Linked DNA regions of Macaca mulatta: region 2 is linked to region 1. Evidence: chromatin contacts called from public Hi-C data. All regions are on one chromosome and are shown on one strand. Each heading gives the region's core, a stretch centred on a gene start, on an enhancer-like site or on the middle of the called end of the contact. The rest is flanking DNA. Distances are from core to core; before and after follow the strand shown. Region 1 has its middle 39 kb from the start of PTPN1. Region 2 overlaps RIPOR3 (RIPOR family member 3).

Evidence for each region. A called contact is a pair of places that touch in the nucleus more often than the background predicts.
Region 2: a contact with region 1 is called in a Hi-C map of blood, with 2.9 times the contacts expected there. The contact joins two enhancer-like sites. A contact is called at or near these places in 7 of 14 Hi-C or Micro-C datasets (CD4 T cells, blood, cortical neurons and 3 more).

The regions. Positions count from the first base shown.
Region 1 is chr10:103,324,795-103,331,783 of T2T-MMU8v2.0, forward strand. No RefSeq gene overlaps it. Among named protein-coding and RNA genes, the nearest start is that of PTPN1, 39 kb to the right of the region's middle. Within about 2 kb of position 2,722, at least 3 of the 40 cell types and tissues checked have an H3K27ac peak or open chromatin away from gene starts, as enhancers often do. A contact at or near this core is called in blood, where this site is marked.
Region 2 is chr10:103,441,191-103,448,179 of T2T-MMU8v2.0, forward strand. It overlaps RIPOR3 (RIPOR family member 3), which reads right to left. Exons shown (of 23, transcript XM_077951985.1): 21 at 5,414-5,497; 22 at 3,852-3,942; 23 at 2,187-3,386. The coding sequence ends at 3,286. PTPN1 (protein tyrosine phosphatase non-receptor type 1) reads left to right here. Exons shown (of 10, transcript NM_001258193.1): 10 at 1-604. Among named protein-coding and RNA genes, the nearest start is that of PTPN1, 77 kb to the left of the region's middle. Within about 2 kb of position 4,166, at least 5 of the 40 cell types and tissues checked have an H3K27ac peak or open chromatin away from gene starts, as enhancers often do. A contact at or near this core is called in blood, where this site is marked.

The DNA of each region.
Region 1 (6,989 bases), core at 1,472-3,971:
TGAGCAGAACATGGGACTGGCATTTGGTGATCAGGCATTTGGACCTCTGGATGGGGTCAACATGCTGGTGAGAATAGGACAACAAGTTAGGGGCCCAAGCCTCTGACAACTTTCTGGTACAGAGCCACCCACCCATCTCAGACATCCCTGTGAAAAACAAATAAATGCTTATCATATTTCAGTCTCTTATTTTGTCTCTGGGCCCCACAGATGAAATTATATTCTAATAATACACCTCTAAAGAAGTTGGCCTGGCATATATAAATAAAGCTCTTTCTCCTTTTCTTTTCTTCCTCCTCCTCCTCTTCCTTCTTTCTCCTTCTCCTTCTTCTTCTTCTCCTCTTTCTCCTCCTCCTCTTCCTCCTCCTCCTCTTCCTCCTCCTTCTTCTCTTCTTCTTGATTTTTCTTCTTTTGGTTTGTTGGTATTTTTTTGAAACAGAGTCTTGCTTGACACCCAGGCTTGAGTCCAGTGGTGTGATCATAGCTCACTGCAGCCTTGAACTCCTTGGCTCAAGTGATCCACCTTGGCCTCTTGAGTAGCTGAGACTATAGGTGTGCACCACCATGCCTGGCTAATTTTCTTTGTAAAATTTTCTTTAGAGATGCAGTCTCACTGTGTTTCCCAGGCTGGTCTCAAACTCCTGGACTCAGGTGATCCTCCCTCCTTGGCTTCCCAAAGTGCCTGGGATTACAGATGTGATCCACCACACTTGGCCTTCTTTTTTTTCATTTTTATTTTTTAACAGAAGGAAGTATACAAGTTTGATTCACTTATATCAGTTTATTCCTGTTCAATAAATACTTAAGACCTTCTAAAGGAAGATGCCTGCCAAGGAGGCCCCTATGTTATAGCAGCATTAAAAAAATAACAATAACTTGGCCAGGCACAGTGGCTCACACCTGTAATCTCAGCAATTTGGGAGGCCAAGGTGGAAGGATTGCTTGAGCCCAGGAGTTCAAGACCAGCCTGGACAACATAACGAGAACTCTTCTCTATTAAAAATAAATAAATAAATAAAACCTACTCTTTGGCACCTTTAGCTTAAGTCCTCCAGGGAGCTGGTTTCCAAAGCTGGCTGACTATCAGCAGCATATGGGGAGTCTTAGACTCCTGGACCTTGGCCCGTTCATTGGAAGAAGTAGGACATTGGAAATTTGTAATTTTAAAAACACTCCCCTTCTTACCAGCTGTGTGACTTTGGGCAAGTGATTTAACTTCCGAGTGCTGCCATTTCCTTATCAGTGAAATGGGGACAATAATCATACCTACCACATAGGTCTGTTGTGGGCGTGAATGTATTTCATATGTACAAAGCCCTGAGCATAGTGCCTGGAACAGAGCAAGATCTCTATGTGTGAGTTATCATTATGTCTGTTGGTGGGAATATAGATTAATGCAAACTGGCCGGGTGCCATGGCTCACACCTGTAATCCCAGCACTTTAGGAGGCCAAGGTGGGAGGATCACTTCAGCCCAAGAGTTCAAGACCAGCCTCTGCAACATAGCTAGACCTCGTCTCTACAAGAAATTAAAAAAAAAAAAAAAATAGCCAGACGTGGTGGGGCATGCGTGTGGTCCCAACTACTCGGGAGCCTGAAGTGGGAGGATCACATGAGTCTAGGAGGTCAAGGCTAAAGTGAGTTGTGATTGTGCCACTGCACTCCAGCTTGGGTGACAGAGTGAAACCCTGTCTCAAACAAAATAAAACAAACAAACAAAAATTGATGTACAATTTCTGGAGGACAGTTTGTGCTATCTACCAAAGTATTAAATATGTACTCTTTGACCCAGCAACATGGTAGCTCATCCAGGGCACAAGAATGCTCATTACAGCTTAGATTTATTCAACAAGTTTTTATTGAGCACCTACCACAGTACTTTAGTCAGAATAAAATAGGCTATGCTGTAGGGACAAAGCCAGCATTGCAGTGACTTAATGCAGCAAAGGTTCATTTCTTGCTTTGCATTATGATACAAATTGAGTACTTTTCTCCATCTGGAACAGGCTGATGCAGATGAATCCCAAAATCGGGGCTCAGCCTGGGAGGGTTCTTGGCTTCACTCAGGAAAGAATTCAAGAGTGAGCCAACAGTGAAAGAAAGCAAGTTTATTAGAGCAGCAGTGTGCAGCAGAGGGACTGCTCTGCAGATAAAGCAGGGCTACTCCAAAGGCTACTCCAAAGCAGCCCAGAACAGCAGTCCCTGCAGACCAGGGCTGCCGATATTTATACCCACTCTTAATTATATGCTAATGAAGGGGCAGGTTATTCAGACTTTTCTAGAAAAGAGGCAGAGGGTTCCCAGAACTATATAAGGTAACTTCCGGGTCATTGCCCTGGCATTTGTAAACTGTCCTGGTGCTGGTGGGAGTGTCTTTATGCTAATGAGCAGTGAGGGCAACTAGAGGTCACTTTTGTCACCATCTGCTGGTTTCAGCCAGTTTCTTTACTGCATCCTGTTTTGATCAGCAGGGCTGTGATTTGTGCTTGGAAAATAAGTCCTACTGATCTCCTACCTCACCTTCTTTATCTGGAACAGGAAGTCTTAGAGATGAACACAGCAGGCAAAGAAAGAGCTAGAAGGTAACATGGAATTTTTTAACGGCCAGACCAGGAAGTAGCTTTCATCACTTTTGCATATCCCACTGGGCATAAATGAGCCATGTATTTCCAACCTTACTGCAAGGAAGGCTGCGAGAGGTAGAAGAGCATGTAGATATTGAGTGAGCGTTGTCTTTGTGACATCTACTATGTTCAAAGGACAGTGCTAGGAGCTGGGGCAGTCATGGGGGAGCAAGACCAGCAAGGTTCCTGCCCTCATAGGTCCTCCCTTCTAATGAGGGAGATAGACAATAAACCTCTGCTCTAAATACGACCCCAGATACATGTCATTTTGCACTTGAGCAAGAATATCTGACAGATACATTTTCAGAAGCTGTGGCTGCTGCATCAAAGAGTATATATATATTTGTCATTTCAACAGATATGGTCAAATTGTCCTCCATAGGATTGTGCCAATTTCCACCTCCACCAACAAGGTACAAAAATGCTTTTTTTTGCCTGCAGCCTTGCCAACACAGTGTGTTATCAGACTTTGGGATTTTTTGCCAATCTGATAGGCGAGAAATGATCTCTGTGTACTTTTAATTTGCATTTTTCTTATTATAAAGGAAGTTGAACATCCTTTCATATGTTTATGAGCTATTTGTATTTCCTTTTCTGTGCACTTGTGTGTATATATCCCTCATCCATTTTCCTCTGAGTCATTGGTTGAGGATATTACTAAATGAAAAAGTGAAGGGACAGAACAGAATGCATAGTAGAATCATTTTTGAAAATGAAAAGTGAAACAATATGTTGGCATGTACATATAAATGTATTCACATAGGCATAAAAATTTTCTATTTTACTTTCTTTTTTTTTTTTTTGGCATAAACATTTTCTAGAAGCAGCCAGGTGTGGTGGCTTATGCCTGTAATCCCAGCACTTTGGGAGGCCAAGGCCGGTGGATCACTTGAGGCCAGGAGTTCAAGACCAGCCTGGCCAACATGGTGAAACCCTGTTTCTACTAAAAATACAAAATTAGTTGGGCGTGATGGTGGGTGCCTGTAATCCCAGCTACTCAGGAGGCTGAGTCAGGAGAATCACTTGAGCCCAGGAGGTGGAGGTTGCAGTGAGCTGAGATTGCGCCACTGCACTCCAGCCTGGGTAACAAGAGCAAAACTCCATCTCAAAAAAAAAAAAAGGTGAACACAGCTACAGATGTCCACCATGAACACCTCCTGTGTGCAAGGCACTGTGGAAGCTGCTGGGGATACAATGGTGAACAAGATATGAGTGGTCCCTGCCCTCAAGGAGCTAACATCTTAGTGGGTAAAAGAAGAAGGGCAAATTAACAAATGTTTTAGGTCAGGTGTGGTAGCTCACACCTGTAATCCGAGCACTTTGGGAGGCCAGAGTGGGTGGATTGCTTGAGCCCAGGAGTTTGAGAACAGCCTGGGTAAAATGGCAAAACCCCATCACAAAAATTGGCCAGGTATGGTGGTGCACGCCTGTTGTCCCAGCTACCAAGGAGGCTGAGGTGGGAGAATCACTTGAGCCCAAGAAGTTGAGGCTGCAGTGAGCCGTGATCATGCCACTGTACTCCAGCCTGGGCATCAGAGTGAGACCCTGTCTCAAAATAAAAGAAAAGATGAATAACTCAGTGGGAAAATGGTCAAAAAAAGGTCGAAGAGAGGAAAAAGCAAATGGCTGTTAAGCATATCAAAAGATGCTCAATTTTGGCCAGGCACAGTGGCTCACGCCTGTAATCCCAGCACTTTGGGAGGCCAAGGCCGGCAGATCACTCAAGGTTGGGAGTTCAAGACCAGCCTGACCAACATGGAGAAACCCTGTCTCCACTAAAAATACAAAATTAGCCAGGTGTGGTGGTGCATGCCTGTAATCCCAGCTACTCAGGAGGCTGAAGCAGGAGAGTCACTTGAACTCGGGAGGTGTTCTGGTGAGCCAAAATCGCACCATTACACTCCTGCCTGGGCAACAAGAGCAAAACTTCAACTCGAAAAAAAAAAAAAAAAGCTCAATTTCATGTATAAAAAGAGAAATGAGATACCATTTCCCACCGCCACCCCCTCCCCCCCACACACACCACTGCATTGGTTTAACCAAAGTCTCGAACTGACAATCCGCTGTGTTGGTAAGCGTGTCTGAAAATGAGCACTCGTAAACTGACGCGATTCCACATGAACATTATTCATGAAGTTTAAAATGACCATAGCTGTTACCACGGCAATTCTGCTTTTAGGAGTTCTTCCTACAGATTTATTCACACACAGCATGGACTCATAACATTTTAAGGGAGTGGGGAGGAACAGAATATATATTCACATTTGCTTGTACATGCATAAACCATCTTAGAAAGATATGCAATGGACTAATAACGGATTGTGGGAAGAAACAGCATATGCAAAAGGCCCCAGGCTGAGAAAGAGGTTGGTGTACTTCAGGAACTAAGAGTGTGCCTGGGAAGGATGACATGTGACAAGTGGTGGCCTGAGGCTGCTGAGCCTTGTAGATCACCACTTAGGAGTCTGGTCTTGAGTCCAAATGCAGTGGGAAGACATTCAAAAGAAGATGATCTGATTTCCATTTTAAGAGCATCTTGCTGCCATTTGGAGAAACTACTGGAGGAAGGCAAGACGCAAATCAGGAGACTGCTCAGCAGGCTGGACAGTTCCCTGAGGGAGGGACAGGGAGCCGGGGGCTGTACCTGAGAGGTGGCAGTGGTGAAGATGAGCAGGCAGATTGAAGACAGTTTGAAATTGCAATGGATGAGTTGGATGTGGCCCAGGAGAGGTAACGGAGCAGACTCGAGGAAGATTCAAGGCCGACTTCTGGCTTACGTGGCCACATGGGTGGTGATGGAGTCTACTGGGCTGGGAAGGCTAGAGAAAGGTGTCCAGATTTTGCTTGGGTACCCCAGGGCGGGGTGTGTTAAGGTTGAGAAGTCAATAAACATCTGAGTGGCAACTTCCCCCTCTCTCCGCTTCCCCAACCCTGCCTAGGGCCATGGTGAGGGTGGGGAGTGGGAAAAGGGCAGGGCATAAAAATAAAAAATAAAAGGCCAGGCACGATGGCTCACACCTGTAATCCCAGCACTTTGGGAGGCCGAGGTGGGCACATCACTTGAGGCCAGGAGTTTGAGGCCAGCCTGGCCAATGTGATGAAACTGTCTCTACTAAAAATACAAAAATTAGCTGGGCGTGGTGGTGTATGCCCGTAATCCCAGCTACTAGGGAAGCTGAGGCAGAAAAATTGCTTGAACCCGGAGGGCAGAGGCTGCAGTGAGCCAAGATCGTGCCACTGCACTCCAGCCTGGGCAACAGAGCAAGACTCTGTCTCTAAAAGAAAAGAAAAGAATGTTCATAGCAGCTTTATTCATAATAACCCAAAACTGGAAATGGCCCAAGTGTTCAACAGCAGAATGGACAAATGTTTACTATATATATATGAATGTGTACATATGTATGTATGTGTGTGTATATATATACACACACACACAAATATATTATTTAATATATAATCTGGGAAGTTTACTGAAATAGTCTAAATATATTATTAGTATACATCATTTTAGTGCGTATATATATATACACACACATATATTAAAAGGATGAAAATGAACAAACTACTGTTACAGCCCACACAAATCAATCTCACAGACATTCTGTTGAGCAACGGAAGCCAGACACCAAGGAGTACGTATTGTCTAATGCCATTTATTCATTTAATTTAATTAATTTATTTATTTATGTATTGAGATGAAGTCTTGCTCTGTTGCCCAGGCTGTAATGCAGTGCCACAATCTTGGCTCACTGCAACCTCTGCCTCCCGGGTTCAAGTGATTCTCTTGCCTCAGCCTCCCAAGTAGCTGGGGCTACAGGCATGTGCCATCACACCCGGCTAATTTTTTGTATCTTTAGTAGAGACAGAGTTTCACTGTGTTGGCCAGGATGTTCTTGATCTCCTGACCTCGTGATCCGCCCACCTCAGCTTCCCAAGGTGCTGGGATTACAGGCGTTAGCCACGGCGCTCGGCTGTCTAATGCCAACGGACTTGTGGAATCAGCAAATCTAACTCGTGATGAAAGTCAAAACTGAGAAACCAAGTTTCCTGGAAGCACAAAAGGCAAGGCAAGATCTATTTTGAAGCAAGCTCAGTGTGATGGCAGATTATGTAGGGGCCACAAGGCAGCCTTTAAGCTGCACCTCAAAAATAGCATCTGTCCCCTGGATATTTTAAGAGTGTCCTCTGCAGGGCATGGCAGGAGCCAGGGGCCCGTTTGGGCATCTCCAAGCATGCACCTAAAGAATTTATCACCCAGTCGGACACGGTGGCTCATGCCTGTAATCCCAGCACTTTGGGAGGCCAAGGTAGGTGGATCACCTGAGGCCGGGAGTTCAAGACCAGCCTGACCAACGTGGTGAAACCC
Region 2 (6,989 bases), core at 2,916-5,415, 120 kb after region 1:
TTCTTGAAACAGCCTGGGTGACGGTCCTTTAGGCAGCCTGCCGCCGTCTCCGTCTGGGTTCACCTTGCCGAGAGAGGCGCGTCTGCCCCACCCTCGAACCCTGTGGGGCCTGATGGTGCTCACGACTCTTCCTGCAAAGGGAACTGAAGACCTCCACATTAAGTGGCTTTTTAACAAGAAAAACACGGCAGCTGTAGCTCCCGAGCTACTCTCTTGCCAGCATTTTCACATTTTGCCTTTCTCGTGGTAGAAGCCAGTACAGAGAAATTCTGTCGTGGGAACATTCGAGGCATCACCCCATAGAGCTGTGGTGAGGTGTGGATAAGGCTTAGGTGCCAGGCTGTAAGCATTCTGAGCTGGGCTTGTTGTTTTTAAGTCCTGTATATGTATGTAGTAGTTTGGGTGTGTATATATAGTAGCATTTCAAAATGGACGTACTGGTTTAACCTCCTATCCTCGGAGAGCAGCTGGCTCTCCACCTTGTTACACGTATGTTAGAGAGGTAGCGAGCTGCTCTGCTATATGCCTTAAGCCAATATTTACTCATCAGGTCATTATTTTTTACAATGGCCATGGAATAAACCATTTTTACAAAAATAAAAACAAAAAAAGCAAGGTGTTTTGGTATAATACCTTTTCAGGTGTGTGTGGATACGTGGCTGCATGACCGGGTGGGTGGGGGGGCGTGTCTCAGGGTCTTCTGTGACCTCACAGAACTGTCAGACTGTACAGTTTTCCAACTTGCCATATTCATGATGGGTTTGCGTTTTAGCTGCAACAATAAAGTTTTTTTTCTAAAGAACGTGAATTTGGGGTGCTTCCCATTTTTTTTTTCTTTGCTTAATTGAGCTAAACCAGGATGAGCAACTCCTGTTTCTTTCCATCCCTGCTGATGTGAAACAGATGTTGTCAATCAGCTGGGGTTAGAGTTTTCCACTTCTAAGAATTAACCTCAGCATCCCCGCGTTGCCAGCGCCCTCAGGCTGGAGCGCTTTCCTTGAGGGTGAGCTTACTGAACACCTTAGGCCTCAGCCCACTTCCTTCCCAAACCCACGCTTTCCATGTAGAGGGCCCTTGGATAACTTAACAAACTTATCAGTGTTGTTTGAAGAACAGTGTTTTGAGTTGTAATCTCAAAACCATGTCCCTTACCCAATTACCTGTAAGACACAATGGTTACCGCATCTCAGTACGTAAAGTCCATTTGATATAGAGTTGACTTAAAAATAAGATAAAAAATTAGTACAGTTTTTCATTTGTGTACAAAATTAAACAATGTAAAAATTCCCCCCAAAGTGATTTTTTTGACTTTTCGTTTTGAAGTAACTTTGGACTTGCAGAATGTTGCCAAAATAGTACAAAGAGTTCCCCGGTACCCTCCAAGGTTCTTCGACTGTTTCAAAGCTGGCTGCAGGCCCAGGCTCATGAGACTGGGAAAAGGACAGGCTGTGGTCATGTGGACCCGCAGGGGCCTAGGGCTGCAGATGTCAGTGTTGCTCCCACTGTTTCAGGTATAAAAAAGGGCCTCTAAGCTTTCAAGAAGAGAACGCTCTAGGGCAATGGTCCCCAACCTTTTGGGCACCAGGGACCGGTTCCATGGAAGACAATTTTTCCACAGGCCTGGGGGTGGTGAGGCATGGTTTTGGGATAGAAACTTCCACCTCAGATCATCAGGCATCAGATTATCATAAGGAGCTTGCAAGCTGATCTCTCGCACAGGCAGTTCACAATAACACATGCAGTTCACGATAGGGTTCGCGCTCCTATGAGAACCTGATGCTGCAGCTGATCTAACAGGAGGTGGAGCTCAGGCAGTAATGCTTGCTCGCCGGCCACTCACCTCCTGCCATGCAGCCCAGTTCCTAACAGGCCTCAGACCGGTACCGGTCCGTGGCCTGGGGGTTGAGGACCCCTGCTCTAAGTGGGTACTGCTGATGCTTAAAAAAAGAGGAGGGGGTTTGCCAGAAATCAGATGGGGCAAAAGGGCAAAGGCTGTGCCACAGAGTGCCCATATAGGGGAGAGCACGCCTGGAGCCTTCGAGAGCATGCAGAGAAGCCTGGAGACAGCGTTTACCAGAGTCGCTGCCTGAGGCCGCCCTCCTTTAAGTGTCCCCACAGCGCACCACAAGACCACAGGGGTGACCTCCCCACTGGCAGGTGTTTGGGGAAACAACCGCTGTCTACTCTTTTGGGTAAACAGTGAAACACCAATTAAAATAGTTTAATTGAAATTTCAGAAAATGGAACATATGAACAAGGCAAATAAATACTAAGTTAAACCAAAAAGCACAAAATATGTACAGGAAGTATCGATGAGAATGTTCAAGTTAAAGTTCTCCAATGCCATTGCTACAGCAACCTCAAACCCTAGGTTCTGTCTGCACTATTAACACAGACATCTCAGGACATGGTTTGCTTTTTTTAAGACTTAAATAGGAAACTAATTTTCTTTCTTTAAAACAGTGTGTTCTTCAGTGAACTCTTTCTTCAGGCCAGTTGATGGCTTCTGTAACGGTTTATTGACGAGACCCTAGGGTAGCTTCCGAAGCTGGCTTGATTGCATTTGGGTGCGGATGGCCAAAGTGAGTGGCCCTGCTGCCCGTGCTACTCAGGGCTCCTGGGCTGATGTGGTGGCTTCTTCCGTTTGTGCTGCTGAACAGGGGGAAAATGAGGTTCTCAGTCCACCAGCCGCTGTCTGGGAGTTCCACCGGCACTCTGGCTGCAGGTCAGGCTGAGAGTGTGCATGTAGAAACCCTGGCTTTGTGCCTTCCCGCCTTCCCCAGCTCACCAAGGTGACACCTGGCTGCTGCTGAAATGACCTGAGCAGTCTTGCATTAACAGGGCCAGCCACCTGCCAGCCTGCTGCATCCCAGCGCCTGTTGACCCAGAAGTGCCAAGCAGCTGACCGGCAGGGAGGCCTGGAGTTCTACACACTTGTCTTGGAGCCTTTTATTTAGGGCCTCGACTTGCCTGGCCTTGGCCCTTTTGTAGGTGGCCACCTAGTGCAGCTCAGCTCTGCATCTCTGGGAAGGTCACACAGACCCGCAGCCAGAAGTCGAGCGCTCCACTGAGGCCTGGCAGCCCCTGCCTTGCTTTTTTCTGCTTCTGTACAAAAGACCAGCCCATGCCCTGGGGCTGGGTCAGTGGCCGGAGCCTCAGGCAGCGCTCTGGACAGCTCACACTCCTGGAGGAGCGCACAGCACCATTACCCAGCGCGCAGGCTATGTCCAAGCCGGGCAGCGGCAAAAAACCGATGTGAGATTTGTGCTCAACGACCAGGATTTTTTAAAATATTGTGATTTCAACATCTGCCTCCTGGCAAAAGACTTCTCTTTGTTCTGAGCAGAGCTTGTCCATCTTCTCAAAAGCTAACCGTCCGTTTTCACCTGAAATAGCAAAGGGACCTGTCACCAGATTGGATCCTGCCTTGGCACTTCCGACTCTCATGGGCCAAGGTGGCCCTAGTGCTTAGTGACTGTGGGTCCCGGTGGTCTCTGCAAAGCGGCAGGGGAGGGAGTATGTGCGGGAGCCCCCACCTGGTGACTCACATGGCCTGGGGGGCCTTGCCTTTAACTCTAGGATGTCCTGCTGAATCGGAACCCTGCCTTGCCTCTGGCTTCTATCCCAAAGGTCATAAAGTCTAAGAAGATAGCGAACACTCCCTGCCACCCAGCCCTGGCAGGATGCTACAAAGGGTGAAGGTTGGCTCTGTGCCAGGGCTGCTAACGGTGCCCATCCCGGGTACCCCAGAGCTGTTCTGCCTGCTGGGAGAGCTGGGTGTGGCTGTGGCCTCTCGCAGGTTCTGAGGGCCCCAGGAACTCCGCTGCGCTGCACAGATTGTGCCACTTTACCGAACGAGAGTGTGGTTTCCCGGGCTGCCGCCCGCACGGCCTCCAGGTCAGACTGGCACAGGCTGGCAATCTGGTCGATGCTTTCAATGCCCTATTCGAGATTAGGAGAAAGAATCCTTTGGGGGCCTTCTCAACAGCAGGTAGAGTCCACTTAGCGGCCCTGCAGGGCCAGCCCTAGCGTGGTCTCTGGGGACTCAGCCCCTTCTTTTTCTCCAGGCTTCCAGGTTTTTTAGGTGGCCTCAGGTGCATGAGAGGCACCTCTGGACTGTGGAAGTGTCTCGCCTCTTCAGCTCTGACACCTGCTAGGGAGTCAGGCTGTTGGCAGAACTCGTCTTCCTGGATGCCTGCTGAAAGGCTAGAATTGAAAAGGAGGAGACCTGCTGCTTTCTGGACCTTCCTGCCTCCCCCATGCTCTCTTTACCCTACTCTCCAGGGCAGCCTGTGCCAGTATGCCCGACTCTGGCACATGCCCCCGGCGCGGGTTGCTCCTGCGGGCCAAGGACCAGCATGCGCTGCAGCGCCCTCTACTGGACACCCGGCCCTTGCTGGTTTTCTGATCCTAACCAGCTTCTCCTCTTAGAATTTCCTGTTGATTCATCCCAGAAAGAATGGGATGAGCGAGTTCAATCTGTATTGAACTATCTTTAATCTAGCAGCTGTGCAATTCCAAATGCAGGTGAGGCTGAGGTGAGGCTGAGGGAAAGCGGGCATCCCCTCACATCCATGGGATCTATGTGTGGGTTGTATCAAGTCTCAAAAATGCTCATATTCTCTGGCCCTAGAATTGGGTCTAGCCTAAGGAAATAATTCAGAACTCTGTTTTTAAAGCTTTATGCACAAACATGATCACAATGACATGCTTTATGATAAAAATTGGATAAAGAAAACTATTTCCTATGACAGCGGGTGAGTAGGTTAAATTAAGGTGTATACTTGATAGCCCCTTCATACAGAATTCTAAAGTGAAAAAAAAAAGACCCCCCCAAAAAAAAAACCACAAATAAAGAATTCTAAAGTGCTGCCAGTCTAACACAAAATGTTCTTGTTTTGTTGACTGTTTTTAAACTATGTTTGGATCAACAATTTTAAATGCTCACGCATACCCACAAACTTTTAAAAGAAGCATACCAAAATGTCAGCCGTTGCTTCTGCTACATTCTAGGATGATGGATAACTTTCTTTTCTATCTCTGTATTTTATACTTTTTTTTTTTTTTTTTGAGATGGGGTCTTGCTTTGTCGCCCAGGCTGGAGCGCAGTGGCACGATCTCAGCTCACTGCAACTTCCGCCTCCCGGGTTCAAGTCCCGAGTAGCTGGGACTACAGGCATGTGCCACCACACCTAGCTAATTTTGTGTGTATGGGTTTTGCCATGTTGGCCAGGCTGGTCTCGAACTCCTGACCTCAGGTGATCTGCCCACCTCGGCCTCCCAAAGTGCTGGGATTGTAGGCGTGAGCCACCATGGCCCGGCCCCAGTGAAATCATTTTAAAGTTAACTAACCTTAACCCTAACCACAAGCAGGCTTCTCTGTCAGCCACTAATGGAGAAACGTCAGGCTCACCTTGAGCTGTTTGAGCGCCAGGCACGCGGCCTGCTGGAGCCTTGCATCGTTCTCTGCCAGGGCGTTGGTGTAGAAGAGCACAGCCTGGGGAGAGTAAGGAGGCTGTGAATGGAGGGGTGAGCAGGAGTGGAGTCCATGGTTCCGGGTCCATCAACCGCCAGGTGCCGACAGTAAGGCACGCTGTGCCCATCTTTCTCTAAACAACGTTCAGGACAGGATCAGTCCATCTTTGGGCCAGGTGTACACAGTCACAAGAGCTATACTGTGGTGTTTAATTTATCCCTAAAAACTGGTCCCAGGGCTAATACAATGAAGAAAACTCCTTTTGTCTAATGATATTCCAGAAGTGCATTCTGAAACTGCTGTCTATAAAATGCTGACTGAGAGACATCAGATGCCCAGCTCAGAGCAACAGAAGAACTGATCATACCATGTGCATCGCCCTCTGCAGCTGAAAACGGGCAGCGCTGCTGCCTCAGGCCAGAGGGAAACCTGCCTATTCCCCTCAGCCCCCCCTGTCCAATCTCAGCGGTGACCGTGCCCTCTTCAGTCTCACGCCCATGGCCACATCAGTTCATGTCTTTGGGCCTAACTTGACTCAGCTGAAAACAAAGCTGGCACTTGTTTCATGCGTCGCTGTAGGGTTTGTTAGAAAGCACACGGGGTTGTGCCCGGCCCGCAGGGGAGTCCAGCATCTGCGGCTGCAAAGGGAAACCCAGGAGTGGGTTTGTGCTCACTCAGTCGAGTGGCTGCACCTTCAACTGCACGGGTGGGGCGGTGGGGGGGCCCATCTGCAGGTGGCTCTCCGAAGTGTCTGCTGCTTTGGGAAGACAGGGAGACTGGGAGTAGGATCGGGTTCTCCCGCTCCTCCTACACAGGGCACTGGTGAAGGCTGTCAGGCCATATCAGTATGGAAATGTCACACTACCCACTGCCTCTAATCCCGGGGTGCCAGGTCATGGCAGCCCACTCCCTCCTCAGCACCCTCACCTGAGGGCAAGTGATCTGTCACTGGGTTGGCCCCCACCTCAGTGTTTCCTACTCTCTCAAGTCTGTCACATGAAGACGAAGGGCTTTTTTTTTTTTGGAAACAGAGTCTCACTTCATTGTCCAAGCTGGGGTACAGTAGCACAATCTCGGCTCACTGCAGCCTCTGCTTCCCAGGTTCAGACAATTCTCATGCCTCAGCCTCCCGAGTAGCTGAGACTACAGGCATGCACTGCCACTCTTGGCTAATTGTTTTATGTTTTTAGTAGAGATGGGGTTTCACTATGTTGGCCAGGCTGGTGTCGAACTCCTGAACTCAAGTGATCCACCTGCCTCGGCCTCCCAAAGTTCTGGGATTACAGGCGTGAGCCACCACATCTGGCCATGGAGGCCTTGTTTACAGTATGAAAAGATACCCCCATACCCCTAAACCCAAAAAAACAAAATACACCTGACTTCAATGGATCCTGGAAGCCAACCAACTACTAGTTTTCAGGAACTACAGAAAACAAATATATTAAACTACCATTAAACTTCCTGCAAGCAGCAAAGTCTAGATAGTCTAGAACAACCTGGGACTGTCAAGTTA